Linked DNA regions of Ovis aries: region 1 is linked to region 2. A link is a contact called in public Hi-C data. All regions are on one chromosome and are shown on one strand. Each heading gives the region's core, a stretch centred on a gene start, on an enhancer-like site or on the middle of the called end of the contact. The rest is flanking DNA. Distances are from core to core; before and after follow the strand shown.

Region 1 (3,856 bases), core at 912-3,411, 36 kb before region 2:
AAGCCCACACACAGCAACAAAGACCTAATGGAACCAAAACTAAATAAACTTTAAAAAAAGGACAGTCATCCCCCAGCTTCCCCGCTTCAGGGCAGGGAGTTGCAAGCAGAGGCATCAGGAAGGAAAAAAGACAGGACCAGCACCCAGGAGTGCTCTGAGGCAGGGGAATGGCCAGTTTGCTGTGGCTGTGGAAGCCCAAGGCAGGAAGGGGGCTGAGGGGGGAGGAGGGCCCTAGAGGTGGAGAGATTGGGAGGGCCATGGGGGTGGGCCAGGGCCAGTGGTGGGCTGCTTCTGGAGGAGAGGCACAGCGAAAGGGGACCCCCAGTGAGCTGGGTGCCTGGATGGGTGAGACGCCACGCAGAGAGGGGGCGCCCAGCTTTGGGCAGGCAGGAAAGGGCTGGGGGAAAGATGCTGAGGCTCAGCTTTGCGCCTGGTGACAGCGAGACGGGTGCGATGGCTGGCTGAGGGTGGAGGTATGGGGTCTCACGTTCAGGAGTCGGGGGGCATGCAGCATTATCGATCGCAGAGTAGGGGGCTGTGGGGACACGGCAGAAGCGCTGGGCCGGGCCTGGAAGGCCTGCGGGGCGCCTCACCACTTTGTTCTCGTAGAGCACCAGCCCATAGTTGTGCGGCACGAGGCTGAAGCGGTTCCTCCACTTCTTGTTCTCCTCCTGGTACTGGAAGAGGTTCCCCGAGAAGATGATGCGCTCCTCCAGGGGCACCTGTGGGCGGCGAGGGGCGAGGACTGAGGCCGTCCACCCTGACCTCACTCCTCACCGAGGTCTCTGAGGCAGCACGGCGCAACGCCCGTTTGGCAGATGGGGAAATGAGGCTGGGGAACAGCGAAGGCCCCCTCCCCACTCCAGGTCCAGCCAGAGGCCCGGTGATGCCGGACTAGAGCCCAGGCCAGGCACTGTGACAGCGGAGCCAGACAGGACCCCGCCCCGTCCTGGCCCCAGCAGACACGGCGGCCTCCTCGGGAAGGTCTCCGGAGCCCGAGGCAGGCTGCTTCCCCGTCCACTCCCCCTGCAGTGTGACTGTGCCACGGTCACTCCGGCCGGAGGGGACAGGCCTGCCTGCCGGCACCTGAGCACATCTCTCTTCCTGCTCTGGGTCTGTTTCCCCTCAGGGCAACACAGACTTGACATAGAGCCTCCCCGGCCCTGACAGGTGACAAGATCGTCCCATGAACCCAGATGGGGGAGGAGGGGACTTCATCCCAGAGGGTTCCCGTCTGACCAACACCCTGGCAGACTCGTGGCCAGCGTGGGTAGCAGTAACGCCGAGACCTCCCTGCAAAGCCCTAGCTTTGACTCTACCACAGGCTCGGTGTGACTTCAGGCCTGTCCCATCACCTCTTTGAGCCTCAGTTTCCTCATCTGTAAAATGGGACAGGGACAGCTGCGACGACATGTGCAGGGATCACGCAGGCAGTTGGCACCGGGCAGGTAGTACAATACACAGGAGCTGCCCATGACCACTACTGGGGTTCTGTCTGCATCAGTCTTCCGGCTCCTCAGACTGACATTTGGGGAGGGGGAAGGGAGAGTAAACAGACTGAGCACCGGGAAGCTTCCAGAAAGGAGATAACAGGAGGCCAAGAGGGAACAGCCCTGCTCCTGGGTGGGAGGAGCACAGCAGTCAAAGGTTCCTGTCTCTCAGAAGCCTCCGTCTGCTCTACAACAAATATGGGGCCTTCTGCAAAAAGCAACATGTATCCTGTGTAATAAAGGGAGAAGGTATAATTTGACTGGGGCCTAACCCCTCCTAGCTTCGAGCTCTGCAGCTGCAGTCAGAGGTGAGCAGCCCTTCCCGAGGCATCCCCCACCCCCAGGCCTGTCTCTTCACCGGGCCTCTTCTCCCCAGCAACCTGCCTGCCACTCTTCGAGGGGAAATGCCGAAACATTCCTGGAAAATGAGGGCCCATTGTACTCAAACAATAGGACCCCGAAGACTGCTTCCTACCCAGGGACAAAAATATTTACAGGAAAAGAAAATGGTCCCCCCCTCTCCACCAGGCACCCCCTCCCCACCACCGACAGTGGGCTTTCCCCTGGGCTGTGTGGTCTATATTTAGACTGGGGCCTACTCTCACCCCAGCTCCTGAGCTCCCGTCTCTGTGAGAAAGAAAGAGCACAAAGAGCTCTCCAGACACCCGGGTCTGCAGCCTCCGCTCCGGCTTAGAGCCAGAACTCCCTCAGGCCTCCCCGGGTGAGTGGGGCTCGGCACCCTGCCCCCTAAAGTCCACCCTCAGATCCTGGACAGCCCGTAATGGCTGGTTGGTTGCTTTACAGCTGTGGGTTTGGGTTTTATTTTTAAGACTTTCAAATGGCAGAGTCGTGTTTCCACTGGAAGGTCTGCAGGAAGCGGAACCCAGGAAACAGCCCAGGCCAAATATTGTGTACTCTGCAAAGCTCTCTGATGCTGCTGACGGGCACCTCTGGGGGATGGCGAGAGCACAGGCCCCCAGGCTCCTACAGCTGACGCCTCGGGAGCCTGGACAAGCAACTCTACCTTCCTGAGCCCTGGTGTCCACCTCTGGGAGGGGCGCCGGGTCATAATCACAGTCCCACTGAGCCATGTCATGCCAGCTGGATGAGCAGCGCCCGCACAAAAGAACTGTTGTTTTTATCACTACTATTACTATATTAATTGCAGTATTATTTCTAACAAAAACAATTTATGTGATGACGAGAATGATTTCTATTGTTACCATGACTTAGCCTCATGATGGTCAGTTTCCTGAGTGGCAAATGGGACCCAAAACCCCTCCTCTTCTGAAACTGTGGGTGATTTCATATTAGTCTTCCTGCTGACACATTGCGTCTGTCTTCTGACCATGAACACTCAACCTGATGAGTGTGAAAGGCGTTTCTCGTGCAGAGTAAATGCTGAGCACATCAGGCGACCCTGCTCCTGTCTTGGGTTATTGGAATTCAGGCTGCCTGTGATATTTCCTTCCAAACAGGGGAGCAAGCAGCCCGCAGGAAGCAGCTCCCTGAGGTGGGTCCAAAGCCCTCTCTACTATCACATAGGTATGCCCCTGCCAGACACCCAGGCCACAGCTGCCCTCTGCTGTCCCAGGTCGGGAGGTGGCCGTGACATCAGGAGGCCAGACAGAATTTCCTGGGCCCCAAATCAAAGTGACAGGTGATGCTCTGACACACAGCCCTGACATTCTCTCCACCCAGGCAGGCTGGGGGTCAAGGCAGAAAGAGGAATCAAGTCAGGAATCTGGAACCTGGCTTGAGTCCTGCCCTCCACCATCCCAAGCAAGCCATGGGCTCACCTCTGGGCCTCTGCACATGCCACTGCCTGGGTCTGATATTCCTTCTCCCATCAGGTCTTTAGCTGAGATGGCCCTTCTTCCAGGAAGCCCTCCCAGACCACCCAGACAAGGGCCCACTGCAGCACCCCCAGAAACAGCAAGGCCTGGCTTCTCACCCCAAGCGCTCAGCCCCACCAGTGCCGCCAGTCCCTCACTTCCTCAGTGCCATTCCCACCCCGATGCCAGGGGTGAGCACAGGATCCCCACCCTGGGAGGCTCTACTAGCCTCCTCTGGCCCATTCTGACCCCTCAATGGGGAGCAGGCAGCTTCCTGGACAAACCTTTACTATGCAAACATAACCCTACCACTGATAAGAGGATCATGACAAGGCCAGAGATGATGACACGTCAGTCAAGCATCTGTCCAGCCCCAGGCACCCAGCACACAGATCTTTAATCCTCGCGGCCACCTGGCGCAGGAAGTATGCCCATCCCCATTCACAGGTGAATAAACTGAGGCCCCACGAGGTGAGGTCATTAGCTCAAGGGCACGTAGACGCTAAGAGGAGGAGCTGGGCTTGGACCAGC
Region 2 (3,758 bases), core at 4-2,503:
GCCCCCACCATTGCACATGGACCAGCACCCCACACACTGGGGTCTCCCCCACACCAGAGCTGTGTTAAGTAAGCCATATGAATTAGCTCACTTAAACCGATTAAGAATAAAGTATTCACCCCATTTCGAAGAGGGGGAAACTAAGGGGCCAGGACGTTAGGAGACTTGTCCAAGAGATCCCAGATGGGAAACAGACGCTGGGATTCCCCCTGGCAGCCTCCCCCAGAACTGAGTTTCCCAGGCAGCTTGGGGGTCTTACCCTGTCTCTCCATTCCTGGGGTTTGGGGAAGGAGGAGCCAGGACCCTACAGCACTCCCTGTGCTTTCCCAGGGAGGAAGAGGGCAGCTGCCCCTCTGAGAAGCGGCCACTGTGCAGGGCTGGGAGCTGGCACGGTTGAAGGAGGGGGCTGAGGAGACTGGGCTCTTGCCTTAACCAGCCCCCTAAACAAGCCTCCGCGGAAGCACCCAGCTGTGCCGGAGGCCAGGGACACGGGTTCTGACCCACCCCTCCTGTGCACTCCATCTCTCCTAGGCCCACTCCCCAGGCTCAGGCTCAGACCCTGATGGGCCAGTCCCTTGGAAGCCTTGGCCACGTGTACTGGGTCTGGAGCCAGAGCAAGCCGGGACCTGGGACAGTCAGGGAAGGTCAGGACACGCTGGCCGAGTGGGCCCGGATCGCTTCCGGGCAAAGATACCCAAGGTGAAGTGGGGAGGCTGCGACCCTCTTCCACAGCTCAGGCTGCAGGAGTGTGCCCAGGAATCCAGAGACCCGGCGGCTCCCAGGGGTGGGTGGAAGTTCGAGTCCCCTCGGGAGGGGGAAGGGCGGACTCAGAAGGAGCCAGGAAGGGGCACCCAGACGTAGGAGAAACAAGCTTGTACAACAGTTCTTGGCCCTGGGCCACTCCCGCCCTGCCCGGGGCCTGACTCTCCGCAGACCCCAGCAGGCAGGCAGCGATGGGGGCGTGGCCGGGGCTCCCCGCCGGACCCCCAGAGCGCGCTGCGTGGCGCCGGACTCACCTGCGATGTGCTGACGCCGGGCGTCGTCCAGGTGCGTGGACAGCACGTCCCCCATGGTGAGGAGGAGCCGCGCGGCCCGATCCGGCCGCCGCCTGCCGCTGCCTGCGCTGCTCAGACAGGCGCCGCTGGCGCCATGGAGCCGGCCCGCCCTGCTCCCGCCGCCCCTGGCTGCGGCCTCTGCCCGGCTCGCGCTCCGGCTCCAGTAGCGTCCGTCCACTAGCTGGCCGCCTCCGCCTCGCGCCCCAGCCCGCGGCCCCGCCCAACCCAGCCCAGCCCCGCCAGGCCACGCCCCCAGACTCGAGCCCCGCCCCCTCCTCGGTGGCTGTCGAGCGGGCGGGGCAGGGGCCGGGGTATGCAAGGACCGCCTGCAAGACAGAAACAAAGAGGAGGTCGGAGAAAGCGAGGCCGAGAAGGGAGACGCGGAGCGGGGCGCACCGGACAGTGACCGAAACGGAGAAAGAGATGGCGCTGGTGGGGGGGGGCGTCTGAAAGGACGGGGGTGCCTGCGGGGTTCCAGCCTGGGTGTCAACGCCCCCCACCTTCCCCGACCCTCTTGGGAAGAGAGCCACACCGAGAAGGACGTGCGGGGCCGGTAGGCGACGCCCAGGAGCACTCCTCCCGCCCCTGCTCCCCTGCCCCCAGCCCCGCCCGCGGCTGCCAGCTCTCAGGAAGTTCCTTGGCCTTGATCCGACCTGCCCCAGAAGGTGTACCCGCCCGTCTTGCACAACAGTGCAAGGAAAAGGGAGGTGGCAAGGAGAGCTCCGACTCAAAGGCCAGGCGCTCATTCCTCGGGCTCCGCATATGGGTATTTCACTTCGGAGGTGGCTTGTGGGACAGGACAAATCAGGAATAGGAAAAAAAAAAAAAAAGTACGGTTTGTAAAAGATGCAGATTCAAAACCCATGGACCAGCATGGAGTTTGGGGGCTGGGCATGGTTGGGTCACAGGTACCAGGAGAATGTGTTTCAATTCTACCCCACTATCCCCCAAGCTGGTAGGGGAGCTGGGTTAACCCCTGGGACCCCCAGATAATGGACTGGGGTAGCAGAAGCCATACTTGGCTGCTGATGATCAGACCTCCTGTACTGCATCCTAGGGGTCATCCCGTTTTTTCTTGCTTACCCCAATGACTGTGTGCTTACCCCAATGACTGTGTGCTTACCCCAGTGACTGCGTACTTACCCACTTCTCTGTGTGCCCCACCCTGTAACTGGACAGCTCTCACTGCAACTGTGACATCAGCAGAAAGCGATGATAATAAAAGCTGACATTGCTGAGCATGGTGCTTCAGGCCTGCCAACGCCAACAGAAGGTAGGTTTGAAGTTGACTAATGGGACACAGGCACTCTTCATGCGTTCGGTGATAAACACCTGCTGGCTCGGCTCTCTACAAGATGCTGGGGATGAAAAGAGAGGATGCAAGCTGTCCTACTTGCTCTGGGCCCCCAGGACATGTGGCATTATTGAGAACCTCAGTTTCCTCATCCGTCCACTGAGAATAATGATGCTTTGTTGTGAGGATTAAATGAGATAACAGAGTGACTACACAGCACCTGGCACAGGTTGGGTCATCGCAGTAAACAGAACCTACCATTCTGTTATTCGTCACAGTCCCTGCCCTTGAGAGCATAGAGAAGCTTGAGGAAGGAACACAGCATTCTGTCTTGAGGAAAATCACAGAAGGAGTAGTACCAGAACTACGAGCTAGAAGAACGAGAATTTTGACAGCAGATCCTAAGGAAGAGCATTCCAGGGAGTGGGGATAGCATGGGCAGAAGCGCAGTCTTTGAAGAGCAGGATGTATTCATGCAGCAGAGAACTATGAGGTGAAGCTGAAGTCAGGCTGGCAGAGATGATTAGTGTCCTTCTACAGAGATGGAAACTGAGGCCCAGGGAGGGAAAGTGACTTGCCAAGGTCACACAGTAAGGCGGAGCCAGAACCCAGCCAGAGGCCAAGTCTGCAGACACGCTGGCTTCTCTTTGAGCCACCAGAAGCAAATGATACTACTAGCCTCATTTCCTTTTTCCCATGACCCAAACTGTAGACACTGGAAAGGCCTGCTCTAACCTGAGAGGTGGGTAGATTGAGGCATCTGACATCTGAACACCCAGGAGGCCTGGACCAGTTGGGGTAAAGGTGGGGCCACAAGCCAGCCTTTTGCCAGCCTCTGTGGTGCAAACAGGCCTGTGAGCCCAAAACACCCACAAACTTGCCAGTGTCAGGCCCCTAGCCCAGGAGCTCCCCCTCTTGGCTTTGGATACCTTCTGTCACGTGTCTTCACCTAGACCTTCTGAGCACCCATGACCTCCCATGTGAGACAAATGAGCTTGTGAAAGAGGAAAGACACTGTAAACATGTGAATAACTCCCCTCACAGCATAGGGCCCGTCCCCTTGAATTAAAGATTCATTCGGTCCACACAAAATTGTAGCAGGGTGGAGGGGAATCGACTGCAGAAAAAATCAGGGAGGAGATTTGGGGGTGAATGGAAACAGTCTATGTCTTGGCAGTTACACAAGAGTACTTATTTGTCAAAATTCATCAGACTATGTGACTTGTAAGGGGGTACATTTGATTGCATGTAAATTCTACTTCAATAAAGTTGATTTTAAAATGAAAAACAGGAAGTTCCCTGGTGGTCTAGTGGTTAGAATTCCAGGGTTTCACTACTGTGGGATTCCGGGGTTCAATCCCAAATTGGGGAACTGAGATCCCACAAGCCACACAGCATAGCAAAAATAA

What was found. A called contact is a pair of places that touch in the nucleus more often than the background predicts.
Region 1: a contact with region 2 is called in a Hi-C map of hypothalamus, with 2.1 times the contacts expected there. The contact joins the enhancer-like site here to the promoter of NIBAN2 in region 2. A contact is called at or near these places in 3 of 16 Hi-C or Micro-C datasets (hypothalamus, retroperitoneal adipose tissue and skin fibroblasts).

The regions. Positions count from the first base shown.
Region 1 is chr3:8,654,011-8,657,866 of ARS-UI_Ramb_v3.0, reverse strand. NIBAN2 (niban apoptosis regulator 2) reads right to left here. Exons shown (of 14, transcript XM_027966422.2): 3 at 594-722. Among named protein-coding and RNA genes, the nearest start is that of TRNAC-ACA, 4.6 kb to the right of the region's middle. Within about 2 kb of position 2,161, at least 11 of the 54 cell types and tissues checked have an H3K27ac peak or open chromatin away from gene starts, as enhancers often do. A contact at or near this core is called in hypothalamus, where this site is marked.
Region 2 is chr3:8,617,205-8,620,962 of ARS-UI_Ramb_v3.0, reverse strand. It overlaps NIBAN2 (niban apoptosis regulator 2), which reads right to left and starts at 1,253. Exons shown (of 14, transcript XM_027966422.2): 1 at 1,017-1,253. The coding sequence starts at 1,071. It overlaps LOC121818996 (a long non-coding RNA gene), which reads left to right and starts at 1,369. Exons shown (of 2, transcript XR_006059079.2): 1 at 1,369-1,608; 2 at 2,235-3,643.